2 separate regions of the Zea mays genome follow, and region 1 is linked to region 2. A link is a contact called in public Hi-C data. All regions are on one chromosome and are shown on one strand. The core of a region is the stretch at or near the end of the contact, and the rest is flanking DNA. Distances in the headings are between cores, read along the strand shown. Region 1 holds the start of LOC103641526. Region 2 holds the start of LOC100286331 (senescence-associated protein DIN1).

What was found. Hi-C and Micro-C count contacts between places; a contact is called where the count stands out from the background.
Region 1: a Hi-C map of leaf shows a contact between it and region 2, with 1.7 times the contacts expected there. The contact joins the promoter of LOC103641526 here to the promoter of LOC100286331 in region 2. A contact is called at or near these places in 2 of 25 Hi-C or Micro-C datasets (ear and leaf).

Annotation. Positions count from the first base shown.
Region 1 is chr10:104,708,359-104,715,006 of Zm-B73-REFERENCE-NAM-5.0, reverse strand. LOC103641526 reads right to left here and starts at 2,171. Exons shown (of 7, transcript XM_008664862.3): 1 at 1,392-2,171; 2 at 212-253. The coding sequence starts at 1,539.
Region 2 is chr10:104,543,774-104,550,709 of Zm-B73-REFERENCE-NAM-5.0, reverse strand. It overlaps LOC100286331 (senescence-associated protein DIN1), which reads left to right and starts at 5,676. Exons shown (of 5, transcript NM_001159218.2): 1 at 5,676-5,891; 2 at 6,373-6,446; 3 at 6,514-6,584; 4 at 6,734-6,787. The coding sequence starts at 5,728.

The sequences.
Region 1 (6,648 bases), core at 922-3,421, 170 kb before region 2:
ATCTTTTTTCTATTGGGTTCGTCCATTAGCTTGGCTAGGTTCCGATTATATCTGGATAGGCCTAACCTATGCATGCAACAATTTATTTCTAACAACTGCTGCAACACACAGGGTATCTATCTAGTTGTGCATAAAATGCATCACTATTATCAAACAGTAGCCAAGTCAGCAGGCAAGATGAGTAAAAAACAGTGTGGTGTGGATGAATTACCTGGCAAGCACTGTTGTAGGTAGTCCAGTTGCCATCTTAAGCCTGCATACCAAACCCACTATTTTTAGCCTACAAACAAAAACAATAAAAACCTATAGAAAACACACAGAAAATGTGACAACAAACAAAAACAAATCCATTTAGAGCATCTCCAGGAGATTTAAAAAATGGTTCTCTGCTCATTAGAATGTTCTACCAAATATTCTGGCTCCAACACACTCCTCTCCAGCATATTCTCCAAACCTGGTTCCCTATATTCTAATTTTTTGCCACGTAGGCGAACTACCAAATGTAAAAAAATTAACTGAAAGTGTATAATCATTTCCATTGATAAACAAAACAAAAGAAAACATCATTCACTACAGATGCAATAGAAATGAGACCAGAGTCAGTGAGCAGTGATTCACTACACTGCAGACGAGACAGGCATTGCTCAATCTATCAGACTAGTATTGCTCAATAGCCAATCCAACAGACTGCAGATGCATTCACTACACTCCAATGATTTTGCCACAAAACAATAGACTAGTGTTGCTCTTCAGTGATTGCCAAATAAAGATGTTCAGGACCAAGCTGGAAGTGCAGCAGCATTCCACGATGGTGTGGCCCATACGAGCAGGGAGCAGGACTTCAGTGCGCGCAAGAAAACTGGCCCTACAGTGGATTGGGAGCAAACCTTGCTCTCAACAGGTGGAGAGAGAGAGAGAGATCTGGATTTGGGATAACCAAATTTCTGAGACCATCTTTCGGGAAATGTTTAAGGCTGTTTTTAGCTCCAAATCTCTTAAATCTAAGTATTGGGATCCATTTAGGATGTCTTGCTCCCAAGCAAGTTGGTGCAGGCTAGAGCTAAAACCAGACATAACACACATTCAAGAACTACAATCCCACTCATAGGAATTAATAATTCTAGAACTTAATCGAGAGAGACAATAGAATTGACCAATCCAGATAGAACACCTCTTTGTCAACAGGGGAAAAAAGAACGGAAATATAAAACCTAGCTCAAACTAGCAAGCAGTTCAGTTCCATCCCTAGTCCGCCACGGTAGCACTACTTACATCTAACAAGAAAACACACGGGATCATAGCTACTTGCGTTTTCCAACCCATCAATTGAGTACAACAAATGCGATAGCCTAGGCTCCCATGATTTGTATCACCAGTTCACCACCGCTTACCTTGTTGGGTGCAAAGGATGGTAGGAGAGTAGCTGGTGATGACGCTGACGCAGATGTCCCGGCGCTTCTCCCAGCTGTTGGGACTCTCGCTCGGCTGCTCGCCTTCATGCAAGTTCAGCGTCATCACTGTGATCGACAGGCTAGTCATCTCCTCTTTTCTCCCTCAGTCCCACCGCTTTTCCTGAGCTCTACTGTGCCGCGCAGGTTAGCGGAGGCGGCTGGCAAGAAGATCGCCAGTGATCTGGCAGAGCCGGTGAAGATTCGGGGAATATAGATCTCTCACAAATCATGAAGGATCATGTACGGCAACAACAAGCTGAGCAGGGCAACCGAAGACCGCAGTGTCGTAGCTTGACAAGTCCCTTTGTTGACCCCTCTCTAAGCGGACACTTGCGGCCTACCCTCCATGGCGCCGGGACTCGCCGCCTCTACACCAGCTAGCGGTGAGAGTTGCGGCACCCACCCGCTGGTGCCAGCTCGAGGCACCCGTCCGAGAGCCGCCTCAAGCCACCGCAGCTAGGCCAGCCGCCGCTGACCGCTGCTGCGGGGACGTGGTCCGTCCGGCGCCACTAACCGCCACGGAGGCGAGAAACACCACCGGAGACCCGATCCACTCCGACCAGATGGAGATCCGCTGCAGGCAAGCCGGATTTGGTTGCCACCGAAAGGGGATGGCAGACTGCGGGCTCGAGCTCGGCGCTGAGATATTCACGAGAAATTTGGATTTATGCCATTATGGAAACCGGCTTTCGCCTAAATGTCATCATGTGAATGAATGTACTTCGCTAATACATCATTCCCAAATGTTAGCTTATAGACAAAATGTCATTTAGAGTTTATTTTTTAAACATAAAATTATTTAAATAGTGTTTCAACCTTTAGTCAGACTAATTTGCCCCTACACCAAATCAACTCTCATATGATCCCGTGGACTCCACCTGGGTTCTCTCTGGCCCTATTTGTTTCGGCTTTTCGCAAATTCTGTCCACCAAAACTGTCGAGGACTGCCAAACACTTAGCTTTTCAGCCAGCTTTTATAAAATTCATTTGAGTAAAATCATTCAAAATCAACATAAACATATAATCGGTTAAGTTGTCGCAATAGTAGTAATCCGTCACTTTATATATCCTGAGCTTCATGGACAACTTTATCTTCCTCCACACGTAATCTTAATAATACTCAGATTCTCTACACAGCTAAATTCTCCACACAGCTAGATTCTCGAAAAAGTTAGTTAGAAAAAAAACTGAACCAAACAGGCCCTCCGTCCTTCGTTCAGCATCCAGATTAGAGATGGCAATGGGTACCCGAAACCCGATGGGTTTTTACCCCATTAGGGTATGGGTTTGGGTCAATTTTCACACCCATGGGTTTGTTAATTGGCATAAATCTATACCCGACGGGTTTATGGGTATGGGTTTATTCCTATAGTACCCAAACCCGTGAACCCGTGGGTTTTTTAAACCCGACCAAACCTAGTGCATATTGTCATTTTATTTTATAAACGAACAACAAACTTGTTATTCCTTATTTACTTCATAATTTTTATCAATTGGTGAATGTATCAGTAGTCGGTGAGAGTGTTGCTTGCTTGCTATTATAGTTTTTACTAGCGTTATATATGTGGTGGATGAATAACTTAGTGCAATGTCACTTAATTATACAACTTATTATTTGTAGTTCATTCTCCCTACTAATAATTTTTATACCAAATCATGATCTCATTGTTCATTACATAGATGTTGGATCACGATATCATTAATCATTATGATACTTATTGATTATGAGAAGAATAAGTATATTGGAGATGAAACCCGCGGGTAACCCATGGGTACCCGCTAACCCGATGGGTACGGGTTTGGACAAAATCTCAAACCCGTCATGGGTACGGATTTTTTAATGGGCATAGATATTTTTCACGGGTACGGATTTGAGACGGCAAAACCAAGCGAGTTTGTATCCGTTGCCATCTCTAATCCAGATGGTCGAGGCGACGGCAGCGCCTGGCTCCTGTCGGCCTCCACCGGCGACGCCCAGCTCCACTCGACCTTCACCAGCGGCGTGCGACTCCCTACCTATCTTATTCATCACGTGTTATCATGGATGCTACTGTTTTTCCCTTTGTTTCCTAAAATAAACTCGGTTGGCGGGTTAGGTTAGGGAATATTTGGTTACTAAGAACTAATGTTTAGTCTTATCATTTTATTCCATTTTAGTCTATACATTACTAAATATAGAAACTAAAATTAAATTTTAATTTCTATATTTGGCAATTTTAGAACTAAAATGGAATAAAATTAAGGGATTAAAAATTAGTCCCTAGAAACCGAACACCCTTTTAGCCTTGTCAGTGTAGTATTTTGGACGTCGTACACCGGTATTGACTTGATCCACCAACTTCAACTGCTTCGGCTCAGCAAGTAAGATGGAAAATTCAAGCAGTTGTCAGATCAATTCGGTTCCAATTTTACATACAACTACCAGTTGAGACCAATTTGATTTGTAACCTTGTTGGCTCATTATTTTGTAGCAGTTATTTTCTTCGTGGTGCCCTCTAGGCTCTAGCAGTTCGTGACTTCGTGGTGCCCATTTGTTTAGGTGACTGAAACTGAGTTGTGTAGCTGGGCATAGCTGGGCGGGCAAGTATAGCTAGGCATCGGTGGACAATCACCAGAACAACCTGAGGCGCGGCGGCAAGATGATCTGAACGGCGGCGGCCAAGCGACAGAGGAGAGCCGGCCGATGCACAGAGACAGGAGAGTTTATTTCATCTAGGGGCAAAACAGTCAGTCCAGAAGCTAACGTTCACCTAAATTTATTTTATGTTTCAGATAACCCCTAAATAGCATTTTGTCTGTAAGACAACGCTTTAGAATGGTGTATTAGTGAACCACGTTCACATGATGGCATTTGGACAAAACCTAGTTTTCATAATGACATAAATCCAAATTTCTCGTCATTTCACAAGAGCATCCACGGTATACTCGTCCATTTTGAACTGCTGAAACTCTACACCACTCTTGCACCCGGTTTGACCGATGACACATAAATATTCAATAAAATATTAATATATAAATGACTTTAATATCTCATAAATTATTTACCAACAATTAATATAAAACTAAACTCGATATTTGGAGCACATTTTCATCTCCTCTCTCTCCCTTGGCTCTTTAGCCATGGATTTTCGGCAACGTTGCCTCCTCTTCTCTCAGTTGTTCTTTCCCCGTTGTCTGTAGAGGCGTATGGTGGCAGAGTCATGAGAGTGATTCGAGGTGTCGATATCATGTATGGTGGTGCGGAAAGAATTTAGGTGAGAGAGGCGAAGATGCGAAAGAGATGGAAGTTATAGGTTAATATACGATGGCAACAACGAGGAGGAGGAAGTGCTTGTGATAGTTGCATGGTTGGTTGCTCTCTCGGCTGTTCTTGCCCTGCAGCCTATAGAGGCACATAGCGACGAGGAGGAAGCACTCATGGTGGATGGACTGGTGGTTGCATGGTTGGTTGCTCCCTTGGTTGTTCTTGCCCTAATGCCTATAGAGGCGTACGACGAGCGGAGGAGAGTTGCGGCAGCGGTTTGAGATGCTGGGTCAACAGGGGGAGGTCGATGTCATCTATGGTGGTGCGGAAGATCTAGGGTGAGGGAGGCGATATGAGAAGTTGCGGGTTAATATATGACGACGACAGCGAGGAGGAGGAAGCGTTCGTGGTGGTTTGTGCATGTAAGAGGTAAGGCTTATATTATCTTGTTATTAGGCGACACCTAAGGGAGAAAACGGATCTATGCGTGCTTCGCACATGACACACGACACACGAAACTCGTACGAAGTAGAGTACGATGTTGATTATAGAAAATGGACCTCGACCCATTTAACTATGTCATTTTTGGTGTTTGATGGTCAACCTTGTAAACTAATGTGTTTGCTAGTGTTTATGTTTGTAGTTTGCATGATGCAAAAGTGACTTATAATAAGGCAATGAGGAATCAACACCTCGAAGAAGACATTAGAAGACACATAGAAGACCTACAAGTATCAAGCAAAGTCAAAGACATAAGACTAGAAACAAGCCCAAGTGAAGAAGCTTGAAGAAAACAAGTAGGGTTGTTTCTGGTGCACCGAACCGTTTGTGCAGAGGCGATGTTTTCGGGCACCTGAGCCAGCTGGCGCACCAGACCTTGCGGGTGGTGCAATGGACCTCGGCTCAATGGTCCGCAACCGCTAGTCAGCAATGGTCATCTGACGTGGCAGTCATTGGACCGATCCAGTGGTGCATCAGACCTCTGCACTGTTGCAGGGCATCTACTAGAAGACCAGCGGCTAGCTGACATGGAGGGCACCAAACTCTGGTCTGGTCCGATATGACACAGACAAGTTGCTTTCCTCCAACGACTATATTTGGGTTGGGGCTCTATATATACCCACCATTCGGACATTTTAGAATGTGGGAGCCTAAGCAACATTGCAATTGAGTAGAAACACATCTCCATTGCTCCAAACAACCAAGTGCTTAAGCTCCACTGACCCCAACTGTCGCCATGCAGTGACCGCACTTGTACCCACCATATCTAGAATGAGAGACTATGTCTCAGGTCCAGTGGGGAGTAATGTCCGGTTCAATCAGGTACTAGGCTTACTTATTACCATATTTCTCGGCATGTGTTTAGTGTGTTCAAATGCTTGACACATATGTAGGATCTAGGACACCGGCTAGAGGGGTGAATAGATGGTTTTGACTAAAATCAAAAACACTAGAGAAATTTAATCAATATGACAAGAGGTATAAATTCTCTAGTGACAACAAGTAAGCAATCTATGAGAAACAACTATGGTAATTGTATACAAGAAACACAATATGTGAAATACTAATTACTTGCACAGTAATAAGTATTGCGAGAAGAGAAAGACACCGGATTTTATCCCGTGGTAATAAGTAATGCGAGAAGAGAAAGACACTAGATTTTATCCCGTGGTATCGGTGATTTGCCGATCACCCCTAATCCACGTTGAGGTGGACTTCAAGCTCTCACTTGCTCCTCTATCAAGACGTGACTTGATCTTTGAGCCAAGTGGACAAGAAATCACTCAATACCTCGTTTCCACTAGCGTCGCCTTTGCCGCTCCGGTGAGTTAGGCGTGAACCCCTCACAATCGACACCACGGCTTCTCCACAATCTTCTTGGAGAGCTTGACAGAGACAACACCCGAGCCGTCTAGGAGGCGGCAACCTCCAAGAGTAACAAGCCGATGACGC
Region 2 (6,936 bases), core at 4,427-6,926:
TGTGGGAAAGCTTTCTCTTCTTTACTTGGTAGAGTTTTTTTATATCCAGAAAATCGATGCTTCGGATAATGTTTTGAACAGTTTTAGACTCATTAGAATCTAGCACACACATCAAGATTCGGTCTTCCCCGCCAAAGAGTAAAGCCCCAGGACCGTAGCCCAAAGCTTCGCCTTTGTTTTCTAGTTCAGAAACTTCTTTTTCACTCAATTCACCACCACTAATGTGCCTCTTGAAAAATCCAAGTTCTTCCATATCTTCGCCAGTGGTCGATGTAGCTTCGGTTACCTATGTCTCAAGTGTAGTATTCTACTCTTTTTGACCCTATGTTCTCTCGTGCCCCAAAGATTCATCACCTTTGGAAGATTTAGTTGCACCGTTCTTATTAGAAGATGATGATCGCCGAAGGTGGCGCTGCCAGCGGTCGGGTCATTACCTCAAGAATCTGAGTGTAGCCTAGCGACGAGTTAGTGCTAGTGCTTCCTTTATCCTACTCTAGGACAACTGTAGTCTTTGTTAGAGCCAAAGCCTTTTTGCGACTATATCTTTTTGAACAAATGTTTTAGCTTTTTTCTTCACTTGACCCGAAGATGGCTCTTCAGCCTCATTCTTCGTAGCTCTCTTCCTTTTCCCCCCCAACCCCAGTATTGGCCAAATGATCTTCACAATTCAGGTATTAATCTGAAGCTTCCCTTGGCCTCCAAAGGAGGATCACATATCCTCATGCTCTCTAGCAAGGTAATTACCACACATCTCATTGCATTTCTCTTCAATAAACTTTAGTCACCCAGTCGAAGGAACCTTGTATGTAGATTGTTCCTTGAAGTCAAAAGTTAAAGTAACAAGTTCTTCATCTTTACATTTTACCTCCTTTGGTAATTTCCATGTAGTCCGAGTTGGATATATGTTATAAGCAAGGGCCTCTTGAACTAAATCCTGGGATCCAATCTTCTTGATGATTGTACTGAAAGGTTTGAAGCATTCATCAGCGGCTTCGCTCATCTCGCACTTTGACCTCTTCAAAGCGAAGCTCACTTCCAAAGGACTCATCATCATACTTCATACCCTTGAAATCTTCGCGTTGTTCATACTCAACTTTGTCACAGAACCATTCTTTTGTCCAGTCGCCATGCCACTTTGTACTGTAGGCCAGAACTAGACCACTTGTATCTTTGCGGTATGCAAAGTTATAGCACATGAAGTTATTGTGAAGGCATGTTTCATCTCTGGCCTTCGTCTAGTAATATAAATCATGGACCTTGCAAAATGCATCAGCGTTAGTACGACCCCCTTGGCTTCGTATGACCCAGATGAAAACACTAAGCCGAACCATGGCATTTGGAGTTAGTTGGTGCATGAACACTTCGTATCACTGCAACACCTTTGCAATCATCTTATACATGGGAAGCCGAAGTCCCACCATGAAGAAACTCTTGTAAACAACAACTTTGTCCTTTCCCGGCTTTGGCGTTGTCTCTTCCCCAGGAAGGCATACATTCACCTTGCTGCTAAAGTAGTCGAGTCTCCTCATAGACTACAAATCTTTCTCCTTTAAAGTGGATCGGCCATCTCAATATAGCTCGACTTTGAAGGCCTGTCCTTCGACAATTCTGTAGTGGCTCTTGATGATGATGCCCTCATTGCCTCAGAAATAAGCAGAGTATCATGTCGCCCCTCTGAGGAGGTAGGAATGATCAGTTGTGCAGTGGTGCGAATTCTGGCCATCTAAACAATGCAAAGAGCTTTTCTAGAAAATGGCTCAGCTGAAGCTAGCTATCGAAGCACTTCTGGATGAGAAGCTTTAGAGGCATAGGAATTTTTTGGCAGCAGGTAGGTAAGGGCCATAAATGTGATCTGCACTCACCCCCTCGGCTGCTTTTATACTGAAAAACACGCGAAGAGGCACGAGTCATCAAAAATATTCCCGCGCAACGTCCTCTTCTTCCCTTTCGATGATTCAACTTCTAGGTCACCCATTTCCATTAAAAATGAACCCATATTCTTTATGACGAGCTTCAGGAAGGTGTTTTCGGATCTTCGACATAAGGCCTCTAAATTACAATTTTTGCAATCTAAGCTCCTTACGAAGAAGCGAACTCATCCTGCAAGGGGCTACTATTGGGGGCCTCTTATGCCAAAGATCACTTGGTTACGAAGGAACGGTCACCTATCTAACATGTTGCTTTGGCATGTACAAGTGTATTTCAAGAATATTTCTACTAGTGACGAAGCTAACCTTCGGCTAAAGCAGTATATAAAGACGCTTCGTCTATGCGCAAGTAACAAAGATGGCAGCTGAAGGAAACAACTTCGGGCGCGAGTCAGAGAAGTTACCGAACAATGGAGGCCGAGACCCTCAAAGCCGAAGATGGAGAAAATACATTATTGTCCTGATATCATTTGTGAACAGTATATATAAAACCTAGATGGACATTATTATAATTATGCACAAAGGCGGTTTATCTTCCCTATAAATAGATGAACATTGCCCTGCATAAGGTACATTTTCAAGAGCCATAGCTTTGTGTCGCTTAGCCTTCGAAGAACCTTCGTGCCTCTTTCTATTCAAGAGTCGAAGGTATGATTGTAAATTTATCTAATGTAATGGGAGACATAATGAAAATGCTAAGACAGTGAAGATAAGTTCTCACATATCATTTCATATGTCTTATTTCACTACATATTACTTATGTTAAACATTCTTGTCTGAAGACCTTCGTCCTCCATATTAACACTTCGAAGGAGTGCTAAACCCAGGACGAAGGTTTTCATTTCTAACTTGAGTTGCCTTTAGTTTTCAACGCCTTCATAGGATTGAGATCAAGTATACAACAGAGCACAAACACAAAAAGTCACAAGCACAACTCAAAAATGGCGCTCGGACTTCACTACAATCACTAGTATGTGTTGTGACAGAGTGTCGGAGTGATGTGTTAGCGCGTCCCTTGGGATCTAACTAGCGACCTTCCATTGCTAACTGGCACTAGACCGGTCTGATGCACCTCTGAATCGGGTGCCATGTCAGCTAACCATTGGTCAGCGCACTCCCGTGGGAGAGAGAGAGAGCAGTTGAAGGCAATCTGGTGCACCACTGGTGATTTTTAAAATAAAATCCCGAGATTTCGAAGTTCCACCGTACAGGCGGTCCGATGCACCCAGACCCGGTGAGCCAGGCCACCTAGTGCCTAAGTCCTAAGCCCCTGTGGACCTGGTCCGGTGCGCCACCAGACCGGTCCGGTGAGGCCCAGAACAATCCAAGTAAGGCTCTTTTGAGCCTAACTTCTTCAAACCTTTTTGACTGTTCTTGGGGGCTTCCCTACAACTTAGACAAACATACTTAGCATATAACCAATTGACTAAGTGTAGAGAACTCACCTTTCACTTGGTATTTCACCAGGATCTGCATTTTAGCTCAAACTAGAGCACTTTTCTCACACTATACCACAACCTGGTTACAACAACTTACTTTGTAGCAACGAACTATCAGTCGGTGTAACCCTTTGTAGCAACGAACTATCATTCACTACAGAGTTATGCTGACTGACCCTTTCTGTCGCTGTAAGTGGCGTCAGTATAAATTTATAGCGACGAACATATTTGTATCGACAGATGGTTAGACACACAAGAGATATACCGACTAACATGTTTTTCTGGACTGACAATCTGTTAGAATTTATACCGACACTCTGTTTGATGAGATATATGCACTTTTACCGACCAACGATCCAATGCTATGCATATATAAGCCTTGAAAATTATATAATTAGTTTCACATTATCCATGCAATATCAATACTTCAAACACTATCATACAATCTCACATTCCACATCAAATACAAAATTGGTTAAACATATCCCATGTTTTCATTTATGCCAATAACACTGCATTCATACATAAAGGTAACAAGTTTGCTTGTTAGAGCTTAAAGTTCAAAATAAATAGACAACAACACTAAGTTTGGCTTGTAAAAGCTCAGAGATACTAGTACAACCATATGTTGGCTTCACAATTTTAAATTCACTTGCAAATTTCTCTTCAAAATAGCATCCATCCATAAGGCCTATGACTTTATAGTTGTTATACTTGACCGAAATTCTGTTTGCCAAAAAAAATCTAGCCTATAGGACTGTACAATTACGCTCCTCCTAAACCTATATACAAATTTGCATCTATTTAAGTTTGAAAAAATGACTAAGAATATGAGGTTATGAGGTAAACTTTTTCTGCTCAAACATAGGGTAGGAATCTTTAGTTCAACAGAACTGATGTTTACATCTCTCAACAGCACTGATGTTTGCATCTATCCGAAATAGGCTAGGAAACTTCAGTTCAAACATTATGCCATGCAGAGTGTTACTGATTACTACTGTTACCTCTAACAGTGTTACTGATTACTACTGTTACCTCTAACAGTGTTACTGATTATTGATTACTAGTACTAGATCTAAAATAGTGCTATGCAGAGAGTGAGCAGACACAATTCGCTAAACAACCACTCAAACATAGGAATGAAAGCTCAAATTGCAATATCAACAAAGGATTTTGATAACTGAGAAAAAACAGTTGCACCATATGATTATGCATACAATCGGGAATATGGTCATAACCCATTAGATTATGTGTGTTCCCCAACCCCTAATGATTAGGAGATCAGCTTGGGGCCTCTATGTTTGCATGCCTCCGTTCAGTGCAGGGGTGGGCCCAAGATCTGAAGGATGGATATTCGAAATTTATTGAAGACAAAAAAAATTGACAGTCTAAAACCTAGCCAAGTAGCCTTTAAACATATATAATTGATTATAGAATCACATAATATATAGCGCATAATTGAGCATACACATTGCACAACTAGTAAACTAGATCATAACTCGCGCAATAAATAAAGATTCATAAGATGATATTGTTTAATAAACATTTTATTGTTTGGTGCTGAATGTTGAAATTATAGTGGGTGGACAGGTAACGTGTATCCGTCGGGTAGCAGATATCTGACGAGTACGGGTATGGATATAAATTTATACCTACGAGTGTATGTGGGTACATGTATAAGTTGAATTTTGTCTCGCGGGTATAGATTCACAAACCATATACTTGTGTTCGAACCGCTCACGACCGCATGATTGTCATCTCTAGCCGTATGACAGGAAAATGAAAAAGACCCGTGAAAGACAAAGTTTGAACCGAATAACTGTAAAACAATGTTATTTTATTTTATTACAATATTTCAGTGTATAAATATAATATATATACACATAGTTCTTTGCTAAAAATAATATTTATTCAATTGAATATAGCCTTGCTACAACATGGGACAGCCCCTGATTGGAGCTCTCGGTGCATTCGGTTCAATGAGTATGCCAGCTTACTGTGTTCTTTCCTATTGTCTCGCATACCAGTCACAGTCACAGGGTGATTCACTGATTCGTCATTGATTCTGGAATCGATTTGCTTCGTGTGCGTTAGCGATTTTGACCTGTTTTTTTCCATGAATCGTTGGCCATCAACGCGCTTGGCTGTGTAGAGGCCACCGACCAGCCCACAGGAAAGTGGGACCCCGGCGCGCTGAAACGAAACCACGGGAGCTGACGGGATTGGACTCCGCCCACGGCCCACCCACAGAAGCACACATGACCGTGTGCTATTTTTAGACGACGGATGGCTATCATGCCAGCCAGTACAACTCCAAACAAACTCCCGTCGTGGCGTCTCACCGTTTCCAGGATACGAACATGAGGTCGGCCACCCTGCTTACGATCTGCACCTTGTCCGCGCTGCTGCTGGTGGCGCGCGGCTCGGAGAAGCCATCGGCCGCGCCGCCGCCGGTGGTGGCCGTGGGCGTGGCGGCAGCCAGCGACCTCATCCGCTCCGGCGGTCACCGCTACCTGGACGTCAGGTGACCTTTGTTTTTTTGGTAACTCGTGTGTCTCGTGAGGTCACAGCTCTTCTCTCCTTTGCTCAACCTCTGTTTGTTTGTGTCAGCATTACATTTGCTTTGGAGTCCTCTCTCCGCCCTTCGTCTAATTAAACTGTACGTACAGTCGACCGATATATTTGGTTGTTTCCATTACAACCAATCTCCCAAACTGATTATCATAGTTTTACCGAGGAATGTTCTGAGAAGACAATTTCTCTGTCAGAGACCAAGCATACTCTGTTTGTGCAGACTGATTCCCAGTTCTTGCAGTGAACTTTTTGCCATAAAAAATCTCCACTTTTTTTTCCCAACGGCAAAATGAACTTTTTTGAAGAATTACAAAAAACAAAAAGTAGCACAGAACCAATTTCACAATTATGTTCTCTCATATCACATGGATCTCTATAGGACGTACATAGCTTCTGATTTTCATTTATCTGAGCACAAATTCTATTAACAGAACAGAGGAGGAATTCAGGAGTGGGCATGTGGAGGATTCACTCAACGTGCCCTATCTTTTCTTCACTTCACAAGGCAAGTCGATCTTTAGCTCGAACTGTGTGCTCTACTGGATGTGGCCTCACATGCATGGTTTCAGCAGGAAGGGAGAAGAACCCCAAGTTCATCGCACAGGTCGCAGCGGGTTTCGACAAAGAGGACAACATAGTTGTGGTATTTCTGATGAACTCTACCCATAGCTCATCAGATTAATTATACTTATACACTCCTTGTCATGGGCGTGTTTATTCTCACAATGATCTTTTTTTATCTTGCTTGTTCTTCTGCTGATCCACCTGTTTTTTTTTCCTTTTTCCTTCAAGGGCTGCAAAAGCGGAGTGAGGTCTGAATTAGCATGTGCTGATCTCATGGCAGCTGTAAGCCCTCTTTCCCTTGCTTCCCCTTGAGGCTTCAGTTGTCTTTGGATAATTGTACGTGTACAGTATAGGACTACACGATCGCATATTGTTCACTCAATATGATTTATCTTATGGAATCTTAGGCCTTAATATAGAAAGCAGAAATT